Linked DNA regions of Arachis hypogaea: region 1 is linked to region 2. The links are chromatin contacts, called in public Hi-C maps. All regions are on one chromosome and are shown on one strand. The core of a region is the stretch at or near the end of the contact, and the rest is flanking DNA. Distances in the headings are between cores, read along the strand shown. Region 1 holds the start of LOC112756842 (BTB/POZ domain-containing protein POB1-like). Region 2 holds the start of LOC112759081 (basic endochitinase).

Region 1 (5,290 bases), core at 1,757-4,256, 150 kb after region 2:
CTAATTAAAGATAAAGTTAAATTATTTTGTTAGTCTCTCTAATCTCTCTAAATTTATTATTAAATTTTTATATTTTAAAAGTTTTTAATTGAATTTTTGTATTAATTTTAAATTTGTGATTAAATTTTTTTAACAATCAATATTATACAAATACTTTTATTTATCTCACACGGCACTACTAGCAAATATACCACAGCATATTTTGTTAAATTAAACATTTTTAAAATAACAATATGTGATTATAAATTTAAAATTAGTGTAATGATCCAATTAAAATTTTTTAAGTGTAAAAATTCAATTATAAATTTAGTGAAAATATAATAATTAACAGAATATATTTAACCTAAAAATAATAACGTTAACATTAAAAGTATAAAATCATTAAAAAAAAGATGTCATAGAATTGGAAAAAAAAAATCTAATTCATAATATAAAGAAAGAAAACTATATATATTATTATGCCACATTGGAAAAAAATATAATGGGACACAATAGAGAAATATTAGGTGCTTGAGAATAATAATTCTTATGTACATTATTAATTTTTCTTTTTATATGTTAAATAGATATTAACAGTAGAATAAGGAGTAATTTACAATTTTACATAGAGAAATTAAGTAGAGTGGAGTGAATGGTTTTGGCTAATAGTGAGCTCAGCTCTAAGATGGAGCACGTCATTAATGAAATATAGACAATCGTCAGCCATGAAAGAAGTCCATGGAATGGCAAACAAGTTCCTATAGCCAACTGCCTTTCCCCCAGTGAATGTATAATTCCCTTTATACTTGCTTACAAACTCATCCGTAGGCCTACACCTCACCGCAAATTCATAGTCAACGGAGCTTATTGACCCTTTTTCTTGCATTCCAAGGAACAATCCAAAGCAATGGAACGAGCTTTGCTGGTCCATGTTGCAATGCGCTGAGAGGAAAAACCCTTGTCCAGCCAGATGGAAAGCCTGAGAATAAACCCTACCGGATGGGAACAAATTCGCACACTCCTCTCGCTTCAGATCCAAGTAAACCACGCATTGCTGCCTTGGAGCCTCGAATTCCAACACCCTCAACGGACGGTATTTATATGCCCGCTCCACGAACATGTTACTACTTCCCTTACTAGCTGACGCTGCCTCCACTAGAATCCGTTGCCGATGTGGAGCCTCCGCCTTGAAGAACAGTGCTTCGAATACAAGCTTCGTCGCAATTTCTCGCTCCATTTCGTTGCAGCATAAGATCTTCTTTAGCTTTCTGCATGACATGTAAGGGAAACGGATTAAGCGTGCAAGGCGCGTGCTAAGCACGTGTTTCCTCTCTTCTGGATCTGGATACTGGCTTCTAGCCCACTTCAAAACGACGTCGTATAGGGCATCCTCTGATGCTATTTGTAGATCATCACTTGATAGAATTGCCTCTATTCCGACTAGGGGCAAGCTCATGACCTCTTCTTGGAACCTGTTTGTCCCAAAAGTTTAAACTGTTAGACAGAGACACGCGCCTTCAAATTGAATGAGAAAAGAAATCTTAAAATTATTACGTTAATATATCTTTATATCTTGAAGCAAGATACTGCCTTGCTGCACGAGTCAATGGTTGAACTGCATCGGCCATTAAGAGAGTAAAAGGGAGCTCAAGGTAAAGCAACGCAGACTCAGATGTCATTGGCATGTTCCGTAATAATTGACTACAGTATCTCATGCATGAAGCAACTTCAAATTTGTCTGCAGCCATTAACACATCCAACAGTGCAGTTGCTGAAGAAGCGCTTAACGTATTAGTGTACATAAAGTTTAGAAGGTCCACCACTGCTGCTTCCTCTGTAATATTTTTTGCAGAGACAAGAACATATAATTAGCTTTAATATTAATCAAATAATTAATATGAAAAAAATAAAAGAAGAAAAAGAGAAGCTGTTTGTATATGTATATGTCTATACCACTGGCATTAATTCTTAGTGTAACATATGTCTGTTCTGACTCCTTCATCCCATTTGAGAAAAGCTACAAAATAAACAATAACACTAATAATTTAGTGAATATATTGGGAAGAATATTCAGATCTAACGAATAAATTAAAGAATAAATGTCGCTACCTTATAGAAGAAAGGACTTTTAGCAGCCAAGATAGGAGAACTAATATATAATGTTCTAACTCTCACATCTATGGAGCAATCACAACTCCAATCATGGTTATTTGAAGATTCATCACCTATATCGACAATAGATGGAACCCCACTCAAATAAAGTGTAAACACTAACAACAAAGGATGTATTTACTTCCAAGTGAAAGAATAATAATGTTCTTGTTTTATATATCCATGCATTTCCTTAATAATAATTTCAAGAATTTCATTGATTATAGCTGATCCCAGTAATGAAAAACAATGGGCTTTTATTTGATGTTTTTTGTTTCTTTTAACAAAAGCATTTAACTAAGAACTTGAATTTAAGATTTTTAGCTATATATTTAAATACCTGAAAGACGTTCTTCATTTGTTGAAGTTGTCTCTTTCTCTTGATTTTCGTAAAGGACACAATTATCTATATCGGCTTGATTTGTATTCAAAATTCGTTCATCGTAAAGATCTTCGACTGCAAACAAGAGAGTAAATTTTGGATATTATATGAAAATATGAAACTAGATGTAACAAAAATATTATAACCCTCGAAAAGAAGATGGTAATCAGTTAAACAAAGAGAGAAGATGTTTAATCATCACCAGAAAAAGGAAACAAGATCAAAGTATTATAACCCTTCAAATAAAATGTATAATTGGTGAGTGGGAAAGAGAAAAAGACCATGGTAATTATGGTGGTGGATATCGTCACCTTGCCTCTTGTAATGGCGGTTCCAATAATCATCACCATCGGAATCAAGACAATGCTCATCATCAACTAGGTTTTCCACGATCTCAATACGTAGAATTCTATCGGAGAATTTACTATCATTAAAAGCAAAGCTAAAATCAACGTCGCTACACGAAGAAGTAGAACGAGAGTGATTGAACACCATTCTTATTGTCACGGACTCAAATTAAACAGATCCAACGTAACAAATACAAATCCTCCTCCTTACTCTGCAACTATGGATTGAAGGAGAACAAGAGACCCTAAATTATTGTACACAATCCCTTTATGACTGGGACATAAGAATAATAACTCAGAAAGAGAAAATTCTTTCTCCTTTTTTATTATTAATTATTAGAGAAGCAGATTTTGAATGATTAATAAATATGTAAAGAATATATTCGTTCTCTTTTTTATTGTTTAATTACTAGTTACAATATCTGTTAGTTTAGCTGGTGTCTTGGTTTGGTTCGAACTTAAAACTTCAATCCAACCCTAACCCATTCTTTGTTATTCAACTTTGTCCACTGTCTCTTTTTCTTTCTGTTTTTAGGTTTGTTATTTAGTTTATTATATGGTCTAAAGACAATGCAAGGAGGGTAGATGTGAGCTGTGAAGGTTTTTCATAACTGATAAAAGGAAATTGAGAAAAAATCATAGAGGTTTTAACGAGGATGGTCCGCACTTAATTTTTTGTTTGGTACGTTACTAGTTATCATTAGTGTGTGTTTTTTTTTTTTTTTTTGAGATAATATTTAAGTTAGTATCTGAATTTATACGTAAATTTTAATTTGGTTTCTAAAATTTTAATGAGCTCTATTTAATTTCTAAATTTTAGAAATATAACTCATATTAATCTTTAAAATAATTTGCGATTCATTATCATGTGAGCCAGAGCATAATGATAAGATCATATTTCTTGTCATTTTCTTTTTAAACACATTTAAAAGTTACAAGATATACAATTTATGGCTAAATTCTGAGATTCAATTGAGTTTCTTTCCTAAACAAATACTATAGTGTGTATCAAAAAATTGGATTCATTTATTTCATTTCATTCGAGTGAGTAGTTAAAAAAAATTAGAAAGAAAAATATAATATTTATGAAATATTTTAATATTTGTTTTTATGGATCCAAATTCGGATAACATAATAAATTTAGAGGAATACTAGATAGCTATTAAAATTTATTGTTTTTAGCCATTAATTAAATATCAATGTTTAAAAGTGTGGGTTAAAATATGCTATATATTAGATTACTAAACTAAAGAAATTGAATTAATAACTAAAAATAATAGCTAAAAATAATAGAGAAAAGGACAAATAGGTTCCTGACCTTTTGTCCCGTAGATATTTTTGTCTCTGACTATTGAAAAATATTTTTAAGTCTCTTATCTTCACAAAACTTGGACGGGTCAGTCCCTGACGGAGACAGTTGGACGGAGGGACTGATCCGTCCAAGTTTTGTGAATGTCAGGAACTTAAAAGTATTTTTTAATGGTTAGGAACGAAAATGTCCGCGAGACGAAAGGTCAGGACCTATTTGTCATTTTCTCAAAATAATAAATTCTAATAATCGTATAGTATTCTTCATAAATTTAAGTTTTCTATGATGAACATTCATGCAAAGAGGGAATGGATAAATGATTATGCTTCATAGTTCATATATCCAATAAAATGGCTAGCTATTCAATTTATTATTTGTTTATAAAAAATGCTATATGTAGATACTAAAAATTAATTATTATATACTTATGTATCAATATATATATTATTTAATTTATTTTTAATATATATTTTATATTTTAATATATAATTTATATAAATAACTGAATTATTTGTTAATTTGTAATATATATATATATATATATATATATATATATATATATATATATATATAATAAGTGTTAATTTATTGTAATGTAAATTTATATATTTGAATATATTTTATTTTTGGATATATTAATTTTCAATGTACTAAAAAAAGTGAAAACGACAATTAATTAATTAGTTCTATTTTTTTCTAATTTTAATTTTAATATATGCTTTTTTAACTATTTCCTGAAACTATAAAAACATTTTAATGTGTAATGGAAATTATTTCTTTTTTTTTCTTTTGGGAATCTTTACAGGGACTAATTAAATTAAGCAAGCATAAGTTGGTGGCTGAGGGGATTGCTGACTTGCCCAACACAAGATTGTTGTCAGTACCCAGTAGTCCATAAGCACGTAGCTTTTCTATACTCTTTTGTTTTTGTTTTTTTTCATCTTTAATTTATATCAAATAATATTATGCTTAAGGAATAATACGGCCTGAATTCATGACATTTTGTCACTTTCTCTTAAGTTTTAGTGGCTTCATTGCAAAAACTGTGGCGCATCGAAACTAAAGATGAACGGGATACAAATCGATTTCTTTATTAACGTTAGTTTGTGGCTTTGTGCTAAT
Region 2 (5,308 bases), core at 2,326-4,825:
GTTGAAATTATGATTTGGGTTGTTATTCTCCTTGTCTTCTTCAACTCTTCGACCAAATTGATCCACTCTAATCCACGTCCCCATCCTTCCTTTTTTTAGTTTTCCTACCATGGAATCTTCTAAATAACTATTGCAAGCTCTAATTTCATGTCCAATTCCTCCACAATAGTGACAGAAATTGCCAATTTTTTCGTATTTGAGCTGCACCTCCAGAATCTGGTTATTATTGCCTGAAATCTTCATAATTCTATGCAAAAGTTTGATAACATCAAGCTACACCAGAACCTTAATAATACGATCTTCCTTCCCCCTCATCACAAACAAGTCCGCATCCATAACTTGCTCTAACGATCCTCTAATCCTCCTATTGAGTCTTTTACTTTTATATTTTTTTGGTAAACCCCATAGTTGGATCCATATTGGAACGCATGAAAATTCTTTCTCATTAATCAGATTATCTTCTATCCAACATTTGAGATGCAAAATATAGTTTTTGAACAACCACGGTCCTCCTTTTTTCACCCTAAGCATATCCACTTCGCTGCTGAAAAAGAATTGGAATAAATTTTTTCCATGGTCTATCACCCGAAAGCCTTCTGGTTGCCTCCATATTACATAGAGAGCTGCCTCCAACATTCCAGAACTAAATTTTCGATCCGCCAATAACCTTCCAACCAAACTCCTATTGCATTTTTCCATACTCTCCTGAATGTCCTCGTCTTCAAACCTCAATACCTCATTCTCTTCTTCTTCAATTGCACGCATATCACGCCTCTGAGAGGCAGTAGATGCTGTCGTTGTTCAACCAAAGGCACTCACAAGAGCGAGAAAAATTCACAATTAGGATTTCTCCTAAAGCAGAGCAGAACAGACGGCAACCCTAATAACAGAGCACACAACACTCAAAAACACTTGAACCCTTATACTTTAATTTTTCATCACTCTTTGAGCATTAACGTTTTTAAAATTATTAAAATGTATGTTCATAAAAATTATTTTTTTCAATTATAACACATCTAATATTATTAAGTTATATACAAAATATTTTTGAAACACATCTAAAATCATTTAAAATTTAAATTTAAACGTTAAAAACAAAATTAATTTTTTTATATCTTATTCGATAAAAATGCATCTAATATTTCTTATTTTTTTATTATTAGTTGGATTTCTTTCATTACTCATTTGAACATTAACGTTTTTAAAGTTATTAAATTGGATGAAAATTATTTTTTTTCAATTATAACACATCTAAAATTATTAAGTTATATACAAAATATTTTTGAAATACATCCAAAATCATAAACTAAAATTTAAATTTAAATGTTAAAAATAAAATTAATTTTTTATATCTTATTCGATAAAAACATATTTAATATTTTTTATTTTTTTATTATTATTTAAATTTTTTTCATTACTTATTTGAACATTAAAATTTTTTAAATTATTAAAATAAATAATTAAGTTAAGTTTTTTAAATTCAGTTTATTTAGTTTGTATATTTTAGATGTGTATTTAATTTAAAAAAGATACTAAATCTATTTAGATGTATTTATTTTAATTTTTTTAAATATTATAATAAAAAATTGAATAAAAAATTATTTTTAAAAAATATCTAGTTGAACTGATATTATTTTTATTACTAAATTCTGTCATATAGGACGTTCATTATAACTCTGATTAACACTTAAAAAGACCTATAATATAGTTACTATTTATTAAGGTCAATCAACAAAATATAATATAGTATTTAGATTGAGTCATGATATAATATTCTATGATAGAAACGAAGATATATATCGTCCAAATTGTTATAAGATCATTTAATACTTAAATTTAGAAAATATTAAATAACTAATATGTTTTTTTTTAAATTGAGTAAACACTTACTTATTCTCTATCTTTCCTTTGAACTTATATCACTACTCAATCAGAATCAATTGAAAATATAAAAATATTATTTATATATTAAAATAAAAAAGTTTAGAGGTCAGTAACTTTGTTAAATTTTGGCTAGCATGTAACTAGCAAAGAAAAATGAGTCATTGAATAAAATCTCACACCATTAAAATCATCATTGATGGCTATTTGATAACTACAAATCACATAAATTGCTGGCCCCTAGCATTTTTCTATTAAAATTAGTCACTAAAATCAATCATTAATATATTTGTGTATAAATATATATGTAATTTAATTTTTTTTAATGTGTATTTATATTTAAACATATATTATATACTATTGATTGATTTTTGTGGCTGAATTTGGTGTACAACTGTAACTCTTGAAAATATATAGGAGTTGAAACACACACGTTTATTTGCTTCATGACTTATACCATGTAATTCAAACTATTATAACAATAACACCCCACTCGTAAGACAGAAAATACAAGATTAGATCGATTGAAGGGAATTTGAGACGAACACATTAAACACTGGGCTTGATATTCCTGCTATACCCTGTTTGAAGATCATTGAACCTGTCCCATAGCATCACTCCTCCATAAATGCTTGATTTCTTAACAAAAGGCAAGACTCGATTCATGAGCACCTGTGGTGGCACATAGCCACTGCCCGCCGCCGACTGCGATGGTGACGCGGGAAACCCAACATACAACTTCCCTGCCCTTATGGATGAGGTCCACTGGTTCCACGACCTCTGGAACTTTCTGGGATTATTGGCATCAAACTCACAAGGACCATTGTTGTAAAACTGTATCCAAACATAGTCAAATAGCCCCGTTGACAATGCCCCATTCAGCTGCTTATCCGGGAAGGGACACTGTGGTGCAGCGCTTAGGTAAACTTTCTGTCCACCTATGATTGTGCACGATAGAATGTAATTATCTTATATATCTATTGGTTGAATAACAAAAATTTTATAAGTATTATTAAATCAGTTTCTCTATATTTACATATACATATATATTGAGAAGGTATAGTTAACTCATATGATGACTATAGTTGGTGGAATAAAATAATCAAATAAAGAATTTGAAGTCCAGTCATATATGATATACCTTTGCTGAGATTGGAGAGTGTTTTAGCCAGCACGATATAGAAGGATGCACCACCACCAAGTTCTATGTCAAAATCGACACCATCCAGCACAACATTACCAAAAGGTCTAGAGTTCGATTTTCCACCCAGAAAGTTATTCCAGATGTAGTTTGCTAAGTTTGTAGCGTCCTTGGAGGAGGACAAGGAGTAGCCAGGGGCGCCGCCTCCTATGGAGAGCAAGACCTGGATGCCTCTTGCCTGGCAGTTCTTAATGTCTTTGTTCAAACTCAGGCAGCCATTTGATGCGGGGTTGCAATGGTTTGCTAGGTTTAGCTGCGGTTGAGTGCCACCTCCAAATGCAGAAAGGAATGCTATGTTGACAGTTTTGTACAGTCCAGAGTTGCATGTGGCACTTAGTGAACCTTCTCTACCGTCTTGGCCCCAATAAACTACTATGTCTCCGGCATTTGTAACGGAGACCAAAGCTACTAGGGAAATCAACACCAATATATTTGATTTTGAAATGTTAGGTGCTTCATTACTTCCCATTATGTGGCAATAGTTGATGTCCAACACGATGCTTAACTAATTTATTTATAGATTACTTCATTCTCTAGCTTAGCTCAATTATTATGTGTCGGCAGATGCCAGGACGTGACTAAAGACAAAGTTAATACGAGTTGCATTATTATTAAAGATGATAAATGTACTTATATATGGTTTATATAGATAGATGTACTACTAACATCTAACTAGCTACATCAACATGTGAAAAAACACCTCTTGAAAATGTAATACTGATTACTGATTAATGATGATATGTGTACCAATAAGATATTAATAATGATACGGCAACAGTCCATAGCTCGCGGGTGATAGTAAAATTAAACTTATACATCACTATATAATATAAGACATTTTTTGAACCATTATTGAATATATATTTTCAAAAATTTGGTTCGTAGATTCTTAAATAAATAAAAAAGACAAAAAAATGTCTTCTATTCTAAGTCGTGAACCCAGAAGGAACCAGGGAGGCTAATACATATAATGTTGTGTTTGGTGAAGACCTAATTGACTATATATTCCGGTGCATATGGCTTGGAACAGGAGCAGCCATGCACCCCACATCAGACAACGTCCGTGAATATGAATAAATCCACTCAAAGTTATGTTATTATAACAAGTTAGTTGATGCATCAGTTACACATATTAATTAAGGGAAAAGATTAATAACCAAGTTTGTTAATTAGGAAGAGGAGAGGAAGTGATGAGTTAGGATTAACTTATCTCTTCTCATTATTCATTATTATTCATTTTAACCACAATTTTGTTTATTTCAAGGCATCAGTCCATAATAATTAATGTACGCATTTTTATCTCACAATCCGTGACTCTCATCAATGGTATCGGAGCCGTTCAGCCATGGCTTCCAAAGTAAGTTCACGACCAAATGATCAGATCGGAGCTCAAGCACAATCACAATCACAATTAGCGTTTCATGATTTTACAACGCCAATAGCATTGAAGTTGGATGCGCTCAATTTCCTACCATGAAAAGATTAAATTGAGGTTACGCTAGAAGGTTATGAGTTGGGGTTAAGTACGATTTTGATCTTTAAGATATAGACTGAAATTTTTTTTCGTCTTCAACCCTTTTTTGCATACAAAATCTTCCTTACGGTTTAACTTGATTTTAAAATCGTATAGAGATGGCGACGGAAGCAGAGACAAAGGTGAATCGTGGACAGCTTTTTCTTCTTTTCTTCCACCTCCTTCTTCTTCCCTTCCCCCTTTATAGGAGTAGAAACACTTTTTTTCTCTTTTTTTTTATTTTATAATTTTTTTGTTATGGATAATTTGGTCCAAAATTTTAAGATTTAAGTAAAAAGAGCTATTTTAAATTTGGTTTTAAACTTTAGGGACGATTTTGTATGCAAAAAAAGTTGGGGACGAAAAACATTTTCGGCCTATAACTTAGGGACCAAAATCGTACTTAACTCTTATGAGTTGTTAGGACATATGAAAGCTTGGCTGTTAGCGTCAATGAACAAGAATTTCACAATGAAGATGGTAGGATGTGAGTTTGCACATCAAATTTGGTCAAGATTGAACACGTTCTTCGCCGCACAGGTTATGGCAAAAATTATGCAACTCAAGAACAGATTAGGAACTATAAAGAAAATTGGCTCAATTAGTGATTAACTCTTAGAAATAAAAGAAATCGTATATGCATTGATTTCTGTTGGAGATGATATATCTAAAACTGGTCATGTTATGGCAATCTTGAATGGCTTGTCGGAAGA

The links. A called contact is a pair of places that touch in the nucleus more often than the background predicts.
Region 1: a contact with region 2 is called in a Hi-C map of an unstated tissue, with 3 times the contacts expected there. The contact joins the promoter of LOC112756842 here to the promoter of LOC112759081 in region 2. A contact is called at or near these places in 3 of 8 Hi-C or Micro-C datasets (leaf and an unstated tissue).

What each region holds. Positions count from the first base shown.
Region 1 is chr16:21,645,172-21,650,461 of arahy.Tifrunner.gnm2.J5K5, forward strand. LOC112756842 (BTB/POZ domain-containing protein POB1-like) reads right to left here and starts at 3,007. Exons shown (of 6, transcript XM_025805455.2): 1 at 2,794-3,007; 2 at 2,471-2,587; 3 at 2,089-2,204; 4 at 1,933-1,996; 5 at 1,534-1,813; 6 at 128-1,451. The coding sequence starts at 3,007. The coding sequence ends at 614. LOC112758404 (GDSL esterase/lipase At4g01130) reads right to left here. Exons shown (of 5, transcript XM_025807076.3): 5 at 5,235-5,290.
Region 2 is chr16:21,490,211-21,495,518 of arahy.Tifrunner.gnm2.J5K5, forward strand. It overlaps LOC112759081 (basic endochitinase), which reads right to left and starts at 3,576. Exons shown (of 2, transcript XM_025807911.3): 1 at 3,023-3,576; 2 at 2,046-2,819. The coding sequence starts at 3,551. The coding sequence ends at 2,431.